Regions from separate parts of the Mus musculus genome. Here all the other regions are linked to region 3. The links are chromatin contacts, called in public ChIA-PET and capture Hi-C maps. All regions are on one chromosome and are shown on one strand. The core of a region is the stretch at or near the end of the contact, and the rest is flanking DNA. Distances in the headings are between cores, read along the strand shown. Region 1 has its middle 3.7 kb from the start of Gm5532. Region 2 holds the start of Xpr1 (xenotropic and polytropic retrovirus receptor 1). Region 3 has its middle 7.5 kb from the start of Gm51649.

Region 1 (2,700 bases), core at 24-2,523, 740 kb before region 3:
TGGACACATTCCTTGTTGTGAGCTGAACTGCATCTCTTCAAAAAAAAAAAGATAAGTAAAAATCCTAGTACTTCAGAATGCGGCCTTGGTAGGAAGTAGTGCCGTTGAAGATGTTAAAGTGAAGTTATTCTGGATTAGAGCGACTCTAATCCAAGTATGGCCAGGCGACATATAGAGAAAAAAGCAGGTGACCATCCATCGGCCTTTGGGATAGCAAGCTAGGGAATGCTAACAAATGTTGTCAAAACAGCAGTGGCTGGAAGAAGCAATGGACGATTTCCTTCTGTTGGTTATAAGGTGTCTCAGCTCCACCTCCACCTTGATTCTGGAGTTCTAACTGCCAGGACTGTGAGGCAGTTTCTGTTGTTCAAAGCTATTCAGTTTGTGTCGTGTGTCCCACCCTTGGGACAGTAGTCATCTTCGTCCCACATGTTCTGCTGCCTCTGTCTGGCTCACTCCCGGGGTTCATCAGAGAACATCTCCATCAGGATATACTGAAAGCAGCTCTTCTTGGGGTAGAACCTGTAAATCCAATCCAAATATTAGCCGGGCTGGTTCCTTTTGCCTTCCACTGCACCTGTGTCTGCTATGAGGCAGGACAGGGATAAACAGTGGGGGGACTCTGAAGGGGTTGACACAAAGAGATCGATGGTTAATTATAAAGAGTAAAATGATCATTAGAGGAAAAGCACAAAGAACATGAGACCTAAAAAGAAAAAAAGGAAACGGAGCCCGGGAGCGAAAAGTAGGATGACAAGAAAACGTGGCAGACTCGGAAGGGGCTGCACTCACCGTTAGCAGAGGCCATTTCTGGGCTCCCTGGCAAACAAGCTTCCTCCACATGCTTATGAGACAAGGGGGGGGGGTGAGGGGGAAAGGCTGGGTGCAGTGGGAGCAACTAATAATTAAAGCCAGAGCCCTAAGTGAGCTGGTAGTTGCCCTTGATTGCAAAGAAGGTCTGGGAAGGTATTCGGGAAGGTTATGCTGAGCAGGGTGACATCATGAAGAACAGCTTCGAGTAATGCTGAAAAAAAAAAGCAAGCCTGTGTTAGAACAAGCTTGGACAAAGAGAAAGTGAAAGAAAGAAAGGAAAAAGGAAGAGAGAAAGGCTGGAAGCAGGCTAGAAGGAGGTCTTCCTCAGAGACCCGTTATTCTCGTTATTCTCCTGTGCCCTTTGGTTCCCATTGATTTCGTGATAAATTATGCATGACCATCTCCACTGGCATTCGGACCCGGCAGTGAGAAATGATGGATGTTCTGGTGACCCGCGTAATTTGTTTGGGTTCAAAACAATTGTCTCAGCCTGTTGCTGAAATCGCTTTCACCGTCTCTACCCACAGTTGAAGGGCTGAGCGGGGCCCAGAGGAAGGAGTGACGGCTGAGATTTCAGCACATAGCTCCAGTGGAGCACCTGCCACTACACAGAACACAGAGCTACAAAGCTTTAGTCATCTTTATCAGAGAAGAGTGAGCAGCACTCAGTTCAATCACATCCGGTAGAAGAGATGAACCAGACACACACCGGGTCCTCTGGAGTGGGAGAGAAGAAATGAGGTAGGCTTACTGAGGGAAAGGAACAGAAAGCAAGGCCTGGTCTGAGCCTACCAGCTCTGCTGGCCCTTCTCTGTGGAGGGCTGGGTCGGGCAGCAACAGAGCAGGAGGCTGGGAAGGACGGGGAAGCAAACATGGCCACTAGACAGCCATCACAAGCCATCATGGACTCTGGGCACCAGCAATCAGGCCTCCAAAATCTGAGGGCAAGAAGAAGGTTTAATCACTCACAAAAGTATTGAAAAGAGAAGTTGTTGGCATTTGTATTTGTCTTCTGGTTTTCTGAACATACATGTAATAGTTTCCACGTCCCCCAGTGTCTGGCGTGTCACAGGTTTTGCCTAGCTCTAGAAGGCTGAGGCAGAGAAAAGTTAGGGGCCCTGTCCAAATGCATGCTTAGGTCCCTTCCAACATAGACAGAAGTTGAGCTAGAGAATTAGAATTAGGGAGGGGGAAGAGTAGAAAGAGGACAGGAAAGCTGAGAAGAACAAACATTCGCAAATGAACAAGCAGGAGACGGCCGAAGAAACTCTAGATGCGTCAGACAGGTTTCTGCCCTTGAAGGGCTTCTGTAAGAGGCGGGAAAAGATGAGAGGCAGTAGTTCAAATCTTGCCACTGGCAGAATGTAGAGGGAATCTCTTGTGTACGGTATGGAACTGGGGTACGGCGGAATAGCCCGAGGTGACAGCAGAAGGGGTCACAACCCAGTGTGGAGACCCAGTGTTGCCACCTGACGTGATCTGGGCCTGAGAAGAACAGGGGTCTGGACTCCGGCATAGGAAGCCTGTGTGTAAGGGCACTGCCCTAAAACGGAGCCAAATCTGAGGCAGTAGCTGCACTTGCCGCAGTGGCTGGGCCGCGACTCGGTGAGTTACTCGGTGAGTGTTTGGGCTGCCCCTCCGGGAGAGTCGTTGCAGCCCGGGGCACAGAAATATTTGGAACACCTTAGAGTCTGTCCCATCTGGAGCCAGAGTACTTTTGTGCTGTTGTTAATCTGCACCCTATCTGCATCTGAGGCTGGGGACCTGAGGATCCTCCTGTCCCAGGGAGGAAGAGCAGGCCATAGAGCCACCGTGGACAGTGTGGTTGGCTTTACAAACATGCCGGGTACGGACTAATTAAAATGTGCTACACCAGCTCTGGGTGAG
Region 2 (2,700 bases), core at 139-2,638, 620 kb before region 3:
AGCAGTCAGTGCTCTTAACCACTGAGACATCTTTCCAGGCCCCACTTATGATTTTTAACTAAGAATATATGTGTGAGTCTGTGTGTGGGTACTTGTATGTGAGTGCAGGTAGGTGTCCTTGGGTGCCACAAACATCCCCAGAGTTGGAGTTAGAGGTGGTTATGAGCTGCTTGCTGCTTGACATGGATTCTGGGAATGAAACTTAGGTCGCTCTTCGGAGCCATCTCTCCAGCCCCCTGACGATTCTTTCACCAGAGGCTGAGGCTTCTGTTCAAACATTTGCCAGAAAGATGTGCTTTTTCTGAGCAAGCCTCATACCCTCTCTTTCTCTTGAAGAAACATTCATAAAACCTTATTAGAAAGGGGAATTTAGAGGAAGGGAAGGAGGAAAAACATATGGCGTTTTGAAGTATGTGTGTGTGTGTGTGTGTGTGTGTGTGTGTTGGGAAGTCAACAGGGATCTATATTGTCACAGGTACAATACTTCCTTAGCAAACCTTTGAGTCTCATCAAAGTTGTAAGAGTTAAAGAGGATAAAGTTACATGTAAGGAGTTTAGAACAGTGCTTGGTACAGGGACAAGAATAGACACACTTAAAAAGAGAGTCAGCTACTATGTTATCCAGGGCTCCACCATCCAAGGTGAGACCTGGGCTTTTCCCTCAGATAAGTCCTTCAGGGCAGTCACTCTCACATGGAATATGGTACTTTGCTGCCTCTGTGGTATCTTTCCAGAGGTCAGCCTGGATACAGGACTGTCACACAGGGACTGGGTGAGGAGAGGATTCTCTTTCTTCTCAGCATTGTTTTCCCTCTCAAGTTTGCCCCCCACTCCCAGTCAGCTGTATCACAAAGTGTCAATCCTGGTTTGTATCTAGATGTTTTGGCCTTTCTGGTAGCACTAGGACTAATTAGACAATTACATTGAGATACAGAAGCAGCACAAACTTTCTGGCACTGACATTTTAAATTGAAAGCAAGCATTTATTGAGCATCTACAGCATGCAAATACAGTTCCCTTAAATACAATTGGCTCTTAACTGTTTCAACTACTCAATTTGGACCACTGCTGATTTATCTTTAAGGGTTTTATGAAGAATCAATATTAAAATGGAAATAATATTTGCACAGTTCTCTGCAAATATCAGCGTCTTGTGTGGATTATTGTTGCTCCAGTACCAATATTAATTGCAGTAGCAACATTGTTGTTTTTCCCAGGCAGAGTGTAGAAAGCAGCTGTAGGCAGACTGGAGGCAGGCGGAAGAGGTCAGGGGAGGTGCCTTCCCACGTCCGGCCCAAAGGGGCGGAGCAAGAAGGAAAGCCCCTGAGGCCACGCCCCACCCCGCCCCCTCCGTCGGAGCGGCGTAGGCGGTTACCATGGCGATGACGTCTAGAGGGCGGGGCGGGGCGGGGCTATGGAGAGGAGGAGGAAGATGGCGGGAGGGCGGCTCTGAGGAGACCTCGGCGGCGGCGGAGGAGGAGAGAAGCGCAGCTTCGCGCAGCGCCGGGGCCCATGTGGGGAGGAGTCGGAGTCGCTGTTGCCGCCGCCGCCGCCTGTAGCTGCCAGAGCCGGGTGGGAGTGAGGGGGACGCGGCAGGATGAAGTTCGCCGAGCACCTCTCCGCGCACATCACTCCCGAGTGGAGGAAGCAGTACATCCAGTATGAGGTACCTGGGGCTGCTGTGGTTGGGGCGGGCTCGGAGGGGCTGTCATCTCCCTAGCTGCGACCTCCGCCGCTGCCTTGAGCTCCCCGGCCCGGGCGGACTTTGACCCACCGCCGCGGGGAGCCACTGCGGCATCCCCGGCGCTGCTGGCCCCCGGCGGCCAGGCCGTCCTTCCCCTCCCCCGCAGCCCTCTGCCGCCGGGGTAACGGATATGCAGGCGGCGGCGAGAGGAAGGGCACTGCCGGGCTGGGGCTGGGGAATGGTGGTGGGAGGCCAAGCCGCAGGTGCGACGGCGGCCCGGGGTCGCGGCGGTTCGGCGCCACCCCCTCCCCACTCACCCTGACCTCCGGTCCCCACCGCCAGAGATCACCCCCTCTGCCAAGGTTAGGTGCTTCTCGCTGCTCACCTCTCGCCAGAGAATCGAGCTCTTGCAAGATAAACCCCTCCAGCGATTGCCTTCAGTCCACCCAGCCCCGTCGGCTTACCTCCACTTGCTCACTGTTGACAAAGGCTTTGTAACAGGATTGAAACTTGGTGAAATGTGTATCGCCTAATGCAGTGGTTATAGTTTTCAAAAGCATTGAGCCAATAGTTCTGTTTTGATAAGGAGACGGTTGTCTCTGTCTTTGTACTGACTGCACGAACTATACAGAATAATCACATCTTTGGCTTTTCACTCTTCTCTGGTTTTGGAATGGAGGGAAGAGAAAGGAGGGAAGAGAATTATTTAAAATTTCAGGTTTTCTGCTAAGTTTTTGGTAGGGAGAAAAATCACTGTATTGTGAATACAGTACCTTACTTGTGTATTGCACGAGACATGTTCCTCCTTTCAGTTTCTTCCTCTTGCAAGGCTTTTGGAGGGTTTTTAAATACATGTTTTAAGGAACCTTGCATCAATATTGGGAAAAGTAAAGACAGTGCAAACCACTCATATACTTAAAAGGTAGGATACCTGAAAGGCATTTATTTATTTATTTATTTATTTATTTATTTATTTATTTATTTATTTATTTATTTATTTGAAGCTTGCAATAGGT
Region 3 (2,700 bases), core at 43-2,542:
AAACATGGCAGCATACAGGCTGACTTGGTGCTCGAGGAGCCAAGAGTTTTTCATCTTGAACTGAAGTCAGCCAGGAGGAAGCTCTTTTCCACATTGGGTGGAGCTTGAGCACTAGGCTCCTTGAAAGCCCACCTATACAGTGGCTCACTTCCTCCAACAAGGCCACACCCACTCCAACAAGGCCACACCTCCTGACAGAGCCATTTCCCATGAGGCCAAGCATATTTGAACTACCACAGTCTCACTGCATCTGCATCAAAACTTTTTTGCTACCCTCATGAATCAGGGGTTAGCCAAGGTAGAGGATGCTTGATGCTTCCCACGTTGGTGTCTAGTCTAGCTGGTTAGGGTTGGTCCGTGTTCACTGAAGCGTCACCATCACCACGATCCCTCCCTAGGATTCGGCCTCCACTGTGTTGCTCCTTTGTTGCTTCAACAGGCTGGTCTCCCAGATCTCCAACTCCGCCTTTATCCTACTTGGCATGTCCACATGCGCTCACATATCTGAACATTTCTATGAAAACCCCTACCAGCCATACTGACTGTGGTCAGAAACACAACTACCGCCTCAAGTCACTCTTTCAATTTGCTCAGAAGTCTTTTTTTTTTCTTTTCGAGACAGTGTTTCTCTGTATAGCCTTGGCTGTCCTGGAGCTCACTTTGTAGACCAGGCTGGCCTCGAACTCAGAAATCCGCCTGCCTCTGCCTCCTGAGTGCTGGGATTAAAGGTATATGCCACCACTCCCGGCAAACGTCTTATTACATTGTACTTCCATATTCATTATCGCACTCTTGGGGGTAACATTTCGTTCTCAAACCCCACCATCTCCTTCAGCCCACCCGAGCTCATGCCTGGAGCTGCCTTCCTTCTTCACTGGGAAAACAGCAGTCACCAGAGGGGCATGTGTGACTCCCTTCTACAGCTCACCTCTGCATCTGCCCCAGAACCAGCTTTTTCCTTCTGTTACTGGGGCCTGACTGTTCCTCAAGATTCTTGGGGGAGTCTCATGCCTGGGTAGAGGAAGTCGAGTCCTCTTGTCTACTTCCTGTTTCCCATGCGTGTTCTCACTAGTTCCTTTTGAAGTCATTTCAACGTGACCTTCATCCTGTTCCTGGGTTACCTTGGTTCCCCCATTGACAATTTGATAGATGGTCTTCTGTGCCCATTTTGAGGGATGTCTAGCAGCAGGCGTGGTGGCCGTAATATTTTACTGCTGCCTCTTCCTGCCCCACCCCCGATGGTTGTTGTGAAACCACAATGATTCTCCACTTCCTCGCTGCTGCCCACCACCTCTCTTCCTGGTTCCCTTCCCCTTTCCCTGAGCAGTAGCTCTCTAGCGTCTGTTCTCTTCCCAGCACTGTTTATTTCCTAGCGCTCTCACTCAACTCCAGCCAGCGAGATGCCATCACATGTTGGTAACTCACACCTTTGTATCTCCATGGCATTTTCCCTTAATTTTAGACACACCCTACTCACCTCTTAGCGCCTTCAATTGTGTGTCCTTAGGCATCTTTAGCTTAACACTTCTAACACACAAAAAAAGTGTTTTTCTCTCAGGTCAACCTTTCCTGCTGCTTTCCTTTTCTCAGTAAATGGTACCTATGATCTGTTGGGTACTCTGATACAGGCACCTGTGACCTGTTGGGGACTGTGGTACCTATGACCTGTTGGGTATTGTGGCACCTATGACCTGTTGGGTACTGTGGTACCTATGACCTGTTAGGGACTATGGCACCTATGACCTGTTGGGTACTGTGGTACCTAAGACCAGTTAGGGACTGTGGTACCTATGACCTGTTGGGTATTGTGGCACCTATGACCTGTTGGGTACTGTGGTACCTATGACCTGTTAGGGACTATGGCACCTATGACCTGTTGGGGACTATGGTACCTATGACCAGTTAGGGACTGTTATACCTATGACCTGTTGGATATTGTGGTACCTGTGACCTGTTGGGTACTGTGGTACCTAAGACCAGTTAGGGACTGTGGTACCTATGACCTGTTGGGTATTGTGGCACCTATGACCTGTTGGGGACTGTGGTACCTATGACCAGTTAGGGACTATGGTACCTATGACCTGTTGGGTACTATGGCCAGAGATGTTGAAGCCACTTCCTTTTTCACACCAACACCTGGCTCTTGCCAGTCCCCCTTGGCTCTCCTTTTAAAAATGTATCTGCTCACCTTTATCTGCTCTGCCATGAGCTCCTGGCTCCAAGACACATTTTATTTCTGTTCAAGGACAGGTATATGTGTTTGTGTGTATATGTGTGTTTTTATGTGTGCATGTGTATGTTTGTGTGTATATATGTGTGTTTATATGTGTATGTGTGTGTTTGTGTGTCTCTGTGTATGTATGTGTATGTACTTGTGTATGTGTATACATATGTACGTGTTTGTGTGTGTATGTGTATATGCATAACCTCCGCTGTTGTAAATTTAATATTAAATGTATCACAATTACAACTTTTTCATCAGTGAAATAATAAGGTTGCTGATAACAAAATAAATAAGTAAATAAGTAAATAAAGGGACGCTCGTGGTTGTTACTAGGTACCTGGCACTCTTCTTCTGAATGTGAGTTTATTTACTCTTGTGTCAGTTGGACAAACCTGTCCTTGCTATTCTGTCATCTTGTGCCATTGTGATAAAACCCCTGAGAGACATCACCTTACAGGATGAAGCTCAGGTTTTTA

Evidence for each region. ChIA-PET counts read pairs in DNA pulled down with a chosen protein or histone mark. Capture Hi-C pulls out chosen DNA fragments and counts their contacts.
Region 1: a capture Hi-C map of embryonic stem cells shows a contact between it and region 3, with 4 times the contacts expected there. The contact joins two enhancer-like sites. A contact is called at or near these places in 2 of 15 datasets of contacts at CTCF or cohesin (embryonic stem cells and large pre-B cells), 26 of 484 Hi-C or Micro-C datasets (B cells, CD4 T cells, CD8 T cells and 13 more), 3 of 115 datasets of contacts at active chromatin or transcription factors (astrocytes, kidney and large pre-B cells) and 1 of 9 other capture datasets (embryonic stem cells).
Region 2: a contact with region 3 is called in an RNA polymerase II ChIA-PET map of memory CD8 T cells, with 5 read pairs. The contact joins the promoter of Xpr1 here to the enhancer-like site in region 3. A contact is called at or near these places in 4 of 39 promoter capture datasets (the C10 cell line, hippocampal neurons and pre-B cells), 1 of 15 datasets of contacts at CTCF or cohesin (large pre-B cells), 1 of 484 Hi-C or Micro-C datasets (CD4 T cells), 1 of 115 datasets of contacts at active chromatin or transcription factors (memory CD8 T cells) and 1 of 9 other capture datasets (liver).

The regions. Positions count from the first base shown.
Region 1 is chr1:155,529,419-155,532,118 of GRCm38.p6, reverse strand. No RefSeq gene overlaps it. Among named protein-coding and RNA genes, the nearest start is that of Gm5532, 3.7 kb to the right of the region's middle. Within about 2 kb of position 1,273, at least 34 of the 459 cell types and tissues checked have an H3K27ac peak or open chromatin away from gene starts, as enhancers often do.
Region 2 is chr1:155,416,132-155,418,831 of GRCm38.p6, reverse strand. It overlaps Xpr1 (xenotropic and polytropic retrovirus receptor 1), which reads left to right and starts at 1,388. Exons shown (of 15, transcript NM_011273.2): 1 at 1,388-1,666. The coding sequence starts at 1,598.
Region 3 is chr1:154,793,158-154,795,857 of GRCm38.p6, reverse strand. It overlaps a transcript of Cacna1e not described here. Among named protein-coding and RNA genes, the nearest start is that of Gm51649, 7.5 kb to the right of the region's middle. Within about 2 kb of position 1,292, at least 46 of the 459 cell types and tissues checked have an H3K27ac peak or open chromatin away from gene starts, as enhancers often do. A contact at or near this core is called in memory CD8 T cells, where this site is marked.